Linked DNA regions of Sus scrofa: region 1 is linked to region 2. Evidence: chromatin contacts called from public Hi-C data. All regions are on one chromosome and are shown on one strand. The core of a region is the stretch at or near the end of the contact, and the rest is flanking DNA. Distances in the headings are between cores, read along the strand shown.

Region 1 (7,212 bases), core at 4,009-6,508, 81 kb after region 2:
TGGCTACAGCTCCGATTCACCCCTAGCCTGGGAACCTCCATATGCTGTGGGAGCGGCCCAAGAAATAGCAACAACAACAACAACAAAAGACAAAAAAAAAAAAAAAGTTAGATCCTTTTCTCCATTAATTCAGCACCATCGTTTCACTTATACTTCTGATATGCAATGACCTTTCTCCCATCCTCGTTACATCTGGGTTTGACCCAAGTGCACAAAAACTTGGTTATACTGTATATAGTGTGCTGGTAAATGTTTAGCAACCAGCTCTCTGGCAGAAAAAGTCTGATTTTGTAGCGTTTGCCAATTATCATGGTGTAAACATTCCCACCATGGCTAATTTCAATCTACCAACATAACATTGACCACCTTGCAAAATTCCTCAAAATTTAGCAATCAGTTCTCCCAAGCTGGTAGAAGCTGCCTCTGGCACATTATTCAACTGGTCACCTGGAAATCCTGGCTAGTAGTGTACTGACACAGCTCTGAAGTTTCTGTCCATTTAATAAAGTCCAAGCATATCCAGCTACCGCTTTGCAAAGACAACATTCCACCCCAACTGTATTGCAATGGGGATGAACTGCAACGGCATCGAGTCTCATTTAGGGACCATCACTATTTTCATGTGGTTTGGGAAATGATTGTGTTTAAATGGCATTTGGACATTTTAAAGGAAACAGACACACCCTGATGGGTGAAATCTCAGGGATAATCAGTGAACAAAAACACTGTCACCAAGTAAGTAAACAGTGACAAGTTTATAAGATGCTGTTGGCAGTAGCTGGATTTCTCAGTGCTGAACACTTGAGTTGGGCATGGTGGGAGCGGCTGGTTAGCCATTTGTCAGGCAAAGTCAAAACAGCCCTCCAGCTACAGCACAGACGGCAGACTGCAGCTCGTCAGCATTTTATTTATGACTCTTAATTAGCAAGCAAAAAAGGAGGGAAGAAGTTTCCAGCTTGGGATATACATACTTATACATATATATTTCCCAGAAATTGTCTTTGTCAAAATAATTTAAATCCCCACAACCCTGAGAGGTAGACATAACTTACATTTTATATACTGGAAACTCCATTCTAGAAGGTAAATAAAACTATCTTAATCTCGCCAATGAAGGTTCAGATAGGTAAAGTGACTTTTCCAAGGTAACACGACTAGAACATGACAGAACCAGGACCAACATCTTCAGACCCTAATGGAAAGGCTCTTTCTGACCACACCATGGCTGGATCTTACCTGGCACGTCATAGGAGTAAGTCCATTGACTTGGACTAAAAGAGAGTTGATTACCAAACTCACTAAATTCATGAATAAACTTCTCGTTCTTATGATTAGAATTAATTCTTTGGAGGGAGGGTAGTTATTGAGTGAGTGAGGAATGTAGGATAACTGAGTGAGTAGGTGAGTTCCCTGCCTGCTTTTGAAGAACCTGGGGTTTTGCTTTGCAACCAACAGAGTCTAATCAGGCACAGAGCAGGAATGAAGAGTTGGATCCTCACAGTACATGAGTTCAAAGTGACTCTGCTCTGTGGAGGAGTCTTTGAGCTGTTCGGCCTTCAAGTGATTGTGAGGTATAAGAAGCATCAGAAATATGAACAGACATGGTAACTATAAACATGAAGGACTGTTTCCATCAACCATCTCTATACAGATGGCATTCAGAAAGGATGGCAGTGATTACTTCTGATCACTGATATGACCCCCAAAAAACCCTTGATACTTATATATTAAAAATTTTATTGATATGTCACCTTTATTATGGGTTTATTTTGATTTTTAATTCTAATGAAACCTAAAAAACAAAGTGTTTCTATTATTCTCAAGGGTCCCATGTTTCCCTAAATAATGAACTGGAAGGCAGCAACTTCCGAGCTCTCTGAAGAAGTGTAAGGTCACCAGTAGTTCTGGTTCTTTTCTCTCGCAGGGACAAGGAATTAACTTCTCCATCTCCTTGAAGATAAGCATGGCCATGTGACTTACTTTGGCCAATGAGATATGATCAGATGTAAAGTGTGTCACTTTTGGATGAGAGACTTAGTTAAAAGTCAGTGCAGGATTGTGCAGGCTTCTTCCCCAGTTGCAGTGAGCCCAGCAGCACACGCTGAGATGACAGACTGTCTGCCAATTAGATCCTAGAGTCACTCTGACAAGGAGAATCTTTCCTGAATTTTGGAAGCTAACGTTACCAAAGCCTAACTTCCCCTGTCCTGCTAGGAGAGAATTGTTCAGTGAAAGAGGAGGTTAACTAAAGAAGAAAAGTAAAAAGTCAAAGGCTGAAGACTCCTGGACATTTTGAATCTCATTGAGGCCTAGCACTCTGAGTGAGGGAACACTCAGTATCTAAGGTACTAGTCTTCCCAAAGTGATCAAGAGAAGGTGGAAGCTGGAAAAATGAATCCAAACTTTCAGATTTCCAAAGAGATAACTGAAAAGAATCTGGACTCCTTGGAACCTAATAAGAAATCTGAGGAGTTCCCATCATGGATCAGTGGTTAACAAATCTGACTAGGAACTATGAGGTTTCAGGTTCAATCCCTGGCCTTGCTCAGTGGGTTAAGGATCCGGCATTGCAGTGAGCTGTGGTGTAGGTTGCAGACATGGCTTGCATTGCGCATTGCTGTGGCTGTGGCATAAGCCAGTGGCTACAGCTCTGATTAGACCCCTAGCCTGGGAACCTCCATAAGCCATGGGAGTGTCCCTAGAAAAGGCAAAAATACAAAAAAAAAAAAAAAAAAAGAAAGAAAAAAGAAAAAAGGAAATCTGAGCTGAACACGAAATTGAGATTGAGTCAAAACAATTCAACAAGAGTGAATGCCCACTCCTTATATAAAACTCTGACACGGCAGGAGATGCTTAGTAAGAGTATAGAAGCCCCTTCTCTTTTAAGGAAGTTACAATCTAATTAGTGAGCTCAAACAACATCAGGGAAAATCAAATAATTTTTCTCAAACTTCAAATAATGACATATGTGATGCCATGAAGCAGTGCAGTTAGTGACCAAATTCACCATGTACTGAAATCTCTATAGATGTGCTGAAGGGACTCAAATCACCACTAAAAATCAACCATAATTCACACCCTGCTTTATCCTCACATCCACAGTTAGTATACACCGGCAACACCTTATGGCTAAGACTGGCTAATATTGGAAGAGATGGAGGGGACATTCAGGACCTCAAGGAAAAAAAAAGAAAAAGAAAAAGCTCCACAAGTTCTTGGTGGCTCAAATGGAAGTAATCAAAAGCAAATAAGCCCCTTGTGGGGCCTGCCTCATTTTGCTACATGCCCTCAATGTAACAGTAAAACAACTAGAGGAAGGCAAAGGCCAAAGCCAAGAAACTGCAGCAGCTATCTTTCCTTCATATCCTGTGTGCTTCCCTCACCCCTGCTCCAGATGGCTTGACCGTCACACCCAGTTTTGCTGCCAACTCAGTGGGCAACAGGTAAGTTACTCATTGTTGAATGTGTTAACGGCATTTAGAAGTAGCCCTGTCTTTGGATTAAAATATAAAGTCAGATCTCATTATGGAAAACTTGATTACAGTAGGAGATTTGCATCTAATCCAACCAAAACCCTCCCCCAGCCTGGCCCTAACAAATCTGCACTATTCAAAATTGCATGACATCATGGTTCAAATGAAGGTTCTATTCCCCTTTCTCCAAGTCTGTGGAATTATGAGTGTAAAATACCACCCTTAAGATCATTCCCCAAGTTGCATGATTGAATTCCTGCAAAGAAGAAAAGAGATGAAAAATTCATCTTTTACTAGGTTTGAGCAACCCACAAGGGCAGCAGTACCCTGACCCTAGGACACTCAGCATTATGGAGCCTGAGAACACTGCTGCTCCTTCTTTTGTATGGAGAAAGGGGCAAAATGTCAGTCAGTGCTTTTCACATCCACAGCCCTCCTGAAAGGAACTCATGCCAACTCTCTACTAGGCTGGGGAGCACCTGAGCAGGTCTTTAATAAAGGAGATTCAAGGACTGCCAATCACGGTCCAGCTCATCCTCTGGGAGGCAGTCAGGCCTCCAAAGCTCAATCCAGACAGGGACCATGTGATTATGTAATGAACCAATGAGACTCTTTCTCCCTGTCCCCCTCCCCCTTCTCTCTCTATCCCCTCTCTCCCCTTCTCTTTATGAAAACTGAATGGGAAATATGGGGAAGATGGTCATTAAGTGGGAACAGAAGCTGAAAAGATGTATACAGAGAGCACAGACCATGTAGGAAAGCTATGGGAAAGGGTTTCAGAGTGCCAATGTTGAGACTAAGCTAGAGAAATGAACTACTGGAGTTCTGTCGTGGCACAGTGGTTAACAAATCCAACTAGGAACCATGAGTTGCGGGTTCAATCCCTTGCCTTGCTCAGTGGGTTAAAGATTCAGCGTTGCTGTGAGCTGTGGTGTAGGTCGCAGACGTGGCTCAGATCCTGCGTTGCTGTGGCTCTGGCGTAGGCCGGTAGCTACAGCTCCGATTACACCTCTAGCCTGGGAACCTTCATATGTCGCAGGAGTGGCCCTAGCAAAGGCAAAAAGAATAAATAAATAAATAAATAAATAAATAAGCGAGCTACTGACAAGCCGCACACAGCTGAAAGTTAGGCCAAGTTGGTAGCTGCAATTGTGAAGACACAGAAGCCAAGAACTTACAATGGAGAGAGTGGGGATAGGAACACCCGTGGTTGAGCTATGCTGGACCAGCTTCAGCTTCCTCATGGCCTCCTGGAGACTAGTTTCCCATGAGAGTTCTATCTCTTGTATCCTGCCAATAACCCCACCAGCAAAGTTCCCTTACTGTGTCCCAGCTCTTGCCCTCAAACTAACACACATGCGGAGGGCCAGGTTTTATAGATACCTGGTCATTGGCTAGTCTAGACCAGCCCTGATGCTCCCTTATCCACATCACCTGATGCTTTTCATCCCAGGCATTTGACACTTAGCATGTCAGGCTATGTTGGTACTTAACTTATGCAGACTTTCATGCTATCTCAACAGCTATTTGTTCTGTGGAATATTTTTAGCATGAGATGAGGGAGGGGCTGGGAGAATGATTGTGGAATAAAAGAAGTGTTCTAGGTTAGGATAGTGTCACATTCTCAATGCAGTGTTAAGTGCCTTGCACTAACACATGCTCTGAAAAATGATTGTCAGTGATGCTGTCTTAATCCCACCTTCCTGTGTTTATAAAGACAAGTACAGGCAATTGACAATGAGGTCCCAGGGGATCCCTGACAATTGAAACTCTTCCTTCTTCAGAGAGCAAACCAGGAAATCCATAAGTGTACCCATGTGGTCTTCATAGAAAGATATCACACAGGGCTGAAGATTTCAGGGGAAAAAGAAAGAAAAAAACAAAAACCCTTTTCAAATCCATTTAAAACGATCCATGCAGCTGTTTCCTGAACTCTCCCAAAGAACTGAGATGCAAAAGGCTATATCGCTCTTTCATCACTCCCCCCACCCCCACGCTGCAAACTGGCTTTCAGGTGACGCAATGATGAGACCTCTGCGGTGAGCTCTGCCTGGAGGGATACAACCAACAACAAAGTGTGGGGTGCTGCCACCTCTTGGATGTTCATAGCCAAAGCAAGTCTCTGTCCCAGAAAGGATGTATTTCGGTGATATTATGAAATGTTAACGGGCAATCTGTTCTGAAATAATTGCTCAGCATGTTGGCCTCCTTTTCCATTTTAGAATTTCAAAGGCAACGAAGGCCAAAAGCAGTGCCAGCCTGTTAGTGGTACCTACACTGATTAAATCTAGCCCATCACAACCACAGCTACACAAAAGCTCTTTTTTCTCAATTAATAAAATGCAATTAATGATATCATTGAAAAACTCCTGCCAATTCAATTTAGAGCCAGTCAGAGATTCCATTTAGAGCTGTGTTTAGGATATGCATTTGTTTTAGCTGACAGGATTAACAACACCTAATTTCTGGGATACACCCAAATTTCTGCAGGGATAAAAGAATGTTTACCAGAAACATACAATAATGACAGCTTCTTTCGCCTTCCTTCCCTACACACACACACACAACACACACAAACACACACACACAGACACACCTACACACACACAGAGGCTCCCACACATGAACCCAGTTCAATTCCAGTTATTCAGCAACCAGATTGTCTCCCTCGCCTGTGAGAAACCTAGTATGTCCACACTGGAAATATCTAGGGTGGGTTCTCTGAGGTGGGATACAAATTTTAAAGCTTTTATTACAAGAAATATTTATACTGATCAGCCTAGTTCCTGAGGGGAAATACGTTGTTTCTCTTATTCTCCCTGGTATAGGTCATTTGAGCAGCTGGGTTGTCATTTTTTTAATCTCCACATTTCCCTAAGGATAGTGAGAGTATGATTTAAACTGCAACATTAGCTGCTTTAGGCTAGATTTTCAAAGCTACACCAGGGGAGTTAAAAGCGCAAATCCTGTTATTGTTACAAGATTAATGCACAGAAATCCCAGAATACCACTTTGGAAATGTAGCCAAGGAATATTATTTTAATGTACTGTATGTTATTTTTAGACTCAGCTATAGCCCAATTATCAGCTGGCATATCAAAAATGAGAGACAGATAGCTGTCTTTAATCCAAAATTCTAATGAGTTTTTTGGTGTTTGTGTTTTTTTAACACTTAGAAATCTGGATATTTGGAGGAAAAAAGTAAAAGAAACTATAGCAGCTACCTCCTACCTGCTCTGTTGCTATAGAGGCTGCTACTTAGAGTACTGGTTCTACAGAATATTTTAGCAATGTCTTTTTTTTTTCCTAAGAGAGTCAGGTGGTAGGAAAAGAAGGTACTGAATCATGGGGACCTCTTGACCATACCATAAAAAGTGTGCAGTCAACCACAATGAACTAATGATTTCAAGGCAGCAAGTCAGGATTTCTGCTACCAGTCATTTCTATTTTTGCTTTAACACATCTTAGATTGTTCAAAAATAACTATCTGCAAAAGGTCTTCCAGTTGGAGTAGATTGGCTTCCACGTTGCGTTATGGGCATCAACCAACATTTATTGATTCTCTAGGTGTCTGCTGTTGGGTTTTATTAAACTGGGCTTGTCTCTTTTTTTGCCCCAGAGTAACTGCATAGATTGGATACGACCACATCACTGTCTCTAGGCTACATCTTGTTTGCAAGATAACGGGCCCCAGAAGAACTCCTGCCTTTCTGCTAGTCAAGAAATACTTTCACCTGTA
Region 2 (6,664 bases), core at 373-2,872:
CTTCACACTGGTATGTGGAGGAAAAGATTTGCAAGGGTAGGAAGAAAGAAGCTTTGATATCCCCAATAACTCAAAACTTTTAAAAAGTGAATTTTGTTGGCATGACTGGGAACACTGCCCTGACAAATCTCTTTTGTCTGACCTCCTCCACACAAACCCAAACTGGGGCCAAGGAAGCTCAGCACTCTGGCTGCCTAGAGGGTTACATAGGCACAGGAAAGCTTCTCTGAAGCTCAAGCTACTGGCAACTGCACATTCAACCGAGGGCCATGAGGCTCCAGTGTCCCTTCACAGTTGTGAAGGCTCCCTCTTCATGCTGGGTAGTGGCTTTCAGGCAGTTATTTACCAACTGGTAGAGCTATCAATATTTAACAATTTTTAATACTCAAACAACTATATAAGCACACATAGAAGTCCTGAAATCAGCCCTGCACATGCCCATGTCATATGAAATGCTCTTAATGAGATACATAGCTTAGAAGTTTCCCAAGAAGGAAACCCAATATAATACATTGCTACATGGAATGTCACCCAAAGTATGGAATGTGTGCAAAGCACTTGAGACCAGGGTAAATCATGGTGAACTGGCCCCAAATCCACTCCAAACTCTCACATATAGGACACTTGCCACCACTCCTCAGTCCCTTACACACACAAAAAGCAAACATCACAAGCAAGGAAGGCACAAAAGGACATGAGCCCAGGGGTGTAAGTGTAGATGAGTGGCTTACATATAAGTCTCCTTGTCATCTTCCCCTCAGCTACCTCCCTCACCCCCCAAATGGGTCTGGGCCCTGGGAATGGCTGTGTCTATCAGATCATCTTTTCTGCTAGTCAGGACTAAGCAATGAAGTCAAAGGACATTGTCCGTAAAATGGACTTTGGCCCAGATTTGCTAGCAGAGCTCTTTGGACTCACTCAATTACTGAACTTCTTTCATTCAGCTTTTGTGTTTCCTGGACGGAGCCCAAGAGGCAGACATTATCATAGTGGGGTTAAACAAGGCCTCTCTGGTCTGAGTGACAGACAGTGACACCTAGCTCCAGAAAAGTACCTGTTTTCGGGGTGGCATGAAAGGTGGCATGATGGGCATCAGACAAGAATCTTGCAAGCCATCTTTTACAAGGAGGCCAGCAAGATCGCAGAAGGCAATACCCAGTATGCTCAGAGACAAGCTGTTTCCTAATCAAGTTTTCTTATACTTAGTACTATGGAAACATTTTCAAAGGTATTATTCTCGGCAGGTTTCCAGTAATTCAACATTTCCAGACTTATCCAAATGGCTTCTGAAATATTTGCTGTTTGTTGAGAGCAGCTTTCAGGATGAGGTAATTAAAAGAAACCTATCAATTTGAGATTTTTTTTTTCCATGAGTAAATAATGTTGACATACTGTTCAAATAAACCCACAATTTACTGCAATCTGTTTTTAGACAAACCCTCCACTTTAACCTCCAAATGGGAAAAACGAAGAGACTTTCCTCTTCTCATTTAATCAAGAACATATGTTCAAAGATAATACCGGAGGCTTATTCTGGGAAGCGTTCTGCTCTTCCTCTGACAGCGATGCAGTGAGCTCACGAGGCAGCCTCGACACATAATGAAAGCTAACGCCATCATAAATCTCCTGCCCTGCGGAGGTCACTTCAGAAAAATCGCCTGCTGCTCAAATAAGCACCGGCTACACTGAGGCGCACTGGAGGGAGAGAAATGCCAACTGTGATAAACACCAGCAGGTATGCACCAAACTGAGGCAACCCAGGCAACCGGGAGAGCAAGGAGCCAAAAACGAAGCAGGTGTAGGGGTGTGTGTGTGTGTGTGTGTGTGTGTGTGTGTGTGTGTGTGTGTGTGTGTGTGTGTCTGTGTGTGTGTGTGTGTCTGTGTGTGTGTGTGTGTGTCTGTGTGTGTGTGTTTACAAACGACCTCACCAGCCCCGTGTGTTCTTCCTGAGCAAGAACCAGCAAGTTCACCAGAGAGTAGCCGCTTTCCCCCTTGAGAGTAGAGCTTGGGAGGCACCAATTTTCATTAAACCTAAAAGTACACACAGTGGCAGGGGGCCAAAACAGCCCTCAAAAGTGAGGCTTTTAAAAACATCTGTTAGGGGTTTTGAGATCCTAAGGGTGGGGGGAGGGAGAGAGAGAGGGAGGGAAGGGGGGATGTAGGGAGGGGGAGAAAGGGGGAGAGAGAGAGGGAGAGAGGGGGAGAGAGAGAGAGAAAGGGATTGGATTCAGAGTCCAGCGCTTTTCATTTCCAGACCGTGAGTCATAAAAGAGAGTGCGTATGTGTAAATCTGGATGGCCGGAATATGCTGACCGGAGTGGGGTTTACTAACACCTGAAGTACATTTCATGCAAATTAGGTTTAAATATCAATCTGATCACGAAGCTTGAAAGGCTTTTCTCCCATCCCAGGATGCCAGAAGTCCCCTGGAACCTGGAATGGAGTTTCCTGACAGCAAAGGTTTACTGTAGCATAAAAGAAATTATAGAGATTTCCCTGCTAGGCATAAAGATGTGATCACTAAAGGCACCTGTGGGCCCAAGGAGGTTACTCACCAATATCCCTTTAAACACCAAATTATGGAGTATTAGGCCACAAATGTGAAACCTTGACAAATTCCCAAATAAAAGCCATAAAACCAATCACTTTTTAAACCTGCATGAGTGACACCAGAAAAATTAGAGCTGTGTGGCAGGTCACTTTGAAATAAAGCTGCCATAAAGAAGCTTATGATGCTGTCATGGAAAAGGCAATTAGAAGGTTACTTTCTCTCAGTTCTAAGATTGGTTCTTGTTCTTCCTCCAGCCCCCTGCCTGCCACCTCCCTGCTGCAAAATGGATCAGTCTATAATAAGTAGTAGTTATATATCATAAGGAAGCAATTCCTTTTAGTTGTTCCACTATAAAAAAGCATCCAGATTTAGAACTTGACAGGAACCAGTATCGCCTGCCCCCGAGAGCCAGCAGAAAGTCTGTGTGTGTCATTCAGCCAGCATGGAGTCTCAGTGTTTTAAAAGCTTTAATTTGAAGGGGAAAAAAAACCTGGGCGTTAAGCAATTTGGCTGTGGATATTTAATGCATCAGCCATGCTACAGAATTGGAGCCCCTTATTTAAAACGAGAAATTGAAAACTTACACACTCTGCAGGCAAAGTGTAAGTAAATGTAGAACGGTAAGCTGAATTCAGCGGAGAACCTGCAGAAACACCATTAGAAGGACTAATGACATGTTCAGAAATGGCCTTAAATAAATGCTACAGTGTCATTTGCAGGTGTGTAAAACAGGGTTGGCTTTTAATTAGCTGGAGTCGTGCCTCCCAGTGTTTAGGTAAAGGCACCTAGGAGGCAATAACCCAGAGAAGTTGAGACTTTGCCCCAAGGCACATAACTCCTCAATGATAGTACCAAGATTGGAACCGAGTCTCCTGATCCCTAACTTCCACTGTATCCACACTTGCAGTAGGCAGACTACTGCACCCTGAAGATGTCTACAGCCAAATCCCCAGAACATGGAACCCTACATATGGCAAAAGAGACTTTGCAGATATGATTAAGTTACGGACTTTGAAATTGGGAGATAACCCTGTTTATCCAAGTGGCCCAGTGTAATCACACTGGTCCTTATAAGTGAAAGGAGGAGCAAGAGAGTAAGGGCCAGAGTTAGAGCCAGAGAGATTGGAAGTTATGCTGCTGGCTTTGGGGATGGAAGAAGAGACCACAAGCTAAGGCATGCAGGTTCCAGCCTCTAAAAGCTGGAAAAGGCAAGGAAATGGTTCTTCCCTAGAGCCTCAAGAAAGAATACAATTCTGCTGACACCTTGAATTTAACCCAGTGAGAGCCTTTCAGACTTCTGAGCTCCAGAATTATAGGTGGATAAATATGTGTTGTTTTAAGCCACTAAGTCTGTGCAAGTTACCACAAATTATTATTATTACAGCAGCAACAGGAAACCCAAAAAATGCTCTGGATGGGCATTGCATTTGCCCTTCACTTTGATCTACCTGAAGTAACACCATTACCTCAGTGGCACTTAGAGCCCTTATAAAGACCAAAAGGACCCTTCCTCCCTTTCTTTAGTTTTTAGCACCTTCTACTCTCCTTTCAGATATTCTCTTCCTCTCTGCCCCTTTCTGGCTCCTCTTTCCCATGTAAACTATTGCTAAAGGGAAAGCTTTTATAATTGTCAACTGACCCATAGTGAGAAATTAGTTGGCAGGAACTTAAAATATTACAGTTCACCAACTATTTCCAATATACTAGAACACTCTCTTTGGGTATGTTTCACCCTCTTATCCCTACTGCCCCTATAAAGCCTACAAGACTCAAAAAAAAAAAAAATCACTTAAGGGTGGAATTTTGAGTTTCTGGTTTAGATGAGCCTTTCCCAGAGTATCTCAGATCACACTGTAGACATGGGCTTTGGACTGAAGAAAAGATGTTGATTTAACTCCCTGACTCACCACTTATTAGTGATTTGACCTTGAGAAAAGTATTAGGTCTCATTTTCTTTATCTCTAAAACAGAGACCATAATAGTGATCTTCCTCCATAGTGAGAAATCAGTGAGATTTTGCTTTTAAAGTGCTTAGCACAGAGTAACCCATGCAAGCACTGCATCAGTAATGGTAGTAATGAGAGTAATGAAGATACTTGGTACAGAGATACCTGTGACTCCCAAATTTGACAGTATAAATCCCATCTAAATCCTGTGGGACCCAAGTTTCAGATTCTGATATTGTAAAGAGACACCTACCCAATGTGTAACAACAGCAGGTATTTATACTTTGCCAGCTGTGTACTTTGTTTTTGGGTACTGGGGATTATCAGAGGCAAATAAATCACAAAAGATAGTATACAACCCTGTCCAAAAGAACCTCAGGGTTTAGTAGAGAGCAGATATAAAACATAATTACTGCCATTTATCCCTCTGTACTGAGGACTTACATACAATAAAGGGTGGTGAGAGGACCCAGGAGAACAAAATGTTTCCAAGGGAATCAAGAACAAGGTCACAGAGATGACTTTTGAATGGGGTCTTGAAGGATGAGTAGAAGTTTGCTTTGTGGAAACTAGGAGGAACATACCGGAGAGAGAAAAATGTGCATGAAAAATGAAGTCCAAGAATATCAACAGGGAACAATTCCTAAGCATAACTATAACACTGAAACCACTGGAACAAATTAAACTCAGTTCAACAAATTAAATCTGTGGCCACGTGCTCTGAGTCATCAACAACCTGACTTTCTCTGAATCTGCTACAAAGTGATTTCAGGGTCACACGAAACAATTCATTTTTTCTTGACTGAAAATGATGCCTTGAGAATTCACTGATGGCCACAGTGCAATCAATATTAATCAGGGTATATGCACTGGCCCTGAGATAACAAAGCATGAATCCCAATGTACGAATTCAATTCATACTTAATCAATACTACCTTCTGAGTAGAGATTTTTTTTTTCACATTTTAGTAAGATGCTGAGAAAAATCAATAACTTATTAAATACCAGTTGCCTCATTAAAACAAACTATTAATCACTTTTGTTGCTATCTTATTGGGGCCACAGATCTGACATTATATATTTTGTAGTGAGGTGTATGCTCAAAGCTTTACTACATTCACTGGAGGAAGCTATGCACAGAACGACTACGCACTGCAGCCAAGATGGGACGACTATAGGAAATGGACTCCCAATGCTTTATTGACAAAAAAAAATCTCAGAGAGGGAAAAAAAGGGAACACTATTGACTTCAAATGAAACTGGTGAAAATTAATTGCTAGGAGTGGGAGTCGGAAAGACTACTAACAATAACAATTTATTGAAATATTTTCTGCATCTGAAACACTTTGACTATCATCCTCATAATACTGAGAAATACAGTTATATTCACTTCCAGTTTTAAGATGGCCCCTTTTTAGCCACCTGAGAATATACATGAATATACATATGTATTCTGTGAAATGGAAGTGAGATCCATTCAACCATGGTGTTAAGTACATTCCTCAGCAAACAAGGACTTCTGGTCCTATTTCATCAAATTGTTAAGGAGCTAATTTCTCTAGGTATGGTAACTTTTTAATCTTGTTGAGCATAAATTTAAAGTTGCCTCCTCCATTGTCATTCTGTTATCATTTTCTCAGGAATATAGAGAAAAATTTGAACTACATGCTTATGAATTTATGAATAAGTTACCCCTGTTACTAATGGAAATGTCCACTTACTTAAAAAGTAAAGTCATCTTTATGTGAGTTAAACTTGAGAAACACTGAGTTAAACAAAATTGTCTCACAAAATTACATTAAGATACAGGTAACTTCCAGTAATTTTTTGAGTAGAATTTCTTAAGAAATTATGATCATTAAACCCAAATAACAGAGAATAACAATTTTATTTAGAGGTGGTTAGTTTTCATGTATTTTTTCAAAAGCATTCATGTGATAGTTTTCCTTACATGCTGCATAGTATAGTAGAAAGACACAGATACTACACTTAATAGTCCTGAATTTGAATCCTGTCTAACCACTCTCAAACTGTCTTCAGACACTTCACATCACTAAGTCAGTATTCTCAGAGATTAAATGAGGAAAAGTGATGTTTTACCTACCTACCTCACTGAATTATTGTTATGATCAAATAAAATCATGTGAGTAAAAGAATCTTCTGATAT

What was found. Hi-C and Micro-C count contacts between places; a contact is called where the count stands out from the background.
Region 1: a contact with region 2 is called in a Hi-C map of embryonic fibroblasts, with 3 times the contacts expected there. The contact joins two enhancer-like sites. A contact is called at or near these places in 1 of 5 promoter capture datasets (liver), 5 of 47 Hi-C or Micro-C datasets (embryonic fibroblasts, fibroblasts, liver and 1 more) and 2 of 2 datasets of contacts at active chromatin or transcription factors (alveolar macrophages and skeletal muscle).

What each region holds. Positions count from the first base shown.
Region 1 is chr8:96,546,448-96,553,659 of Sscrofa11.1, forward strand. All of the region lies in intron 1 of JADE1 (protein Jade-1), which reads right to left. Among named protein-coding and RNA genes, the nearest start is that of JADE1, 14 kb to the right of the region's middle. Within about 2 kb of position 5,259, at least 12 of the 83 cell types and tissues checked have an H3K27ac peak or open chromatin away from gene starts, as enhancers often do. A contact at or near this core is called in alveolar macrophages and embryonic fibroblasts, where this site is marked.
Region 2 is chr8:96,469,444-96,476,107 of Sscrofa11.1, forward strand. All of the region lies in intron 2 of JADE1 (protein Jade-1), which reads right to left. Among named protein-coding and RNA genes, the nearest start is that of JADE1, 91 kb to the right of the region's middle. Within about 2 kb of position 1,623, at least 32 of the 83 cell types and tissues checked have an H3K27ac peak or open chromatin away from gene starts, as enhancers often do. A contact at or near this core is called in alveolar macrophages and embryonic fibroblasts, where this site is marked.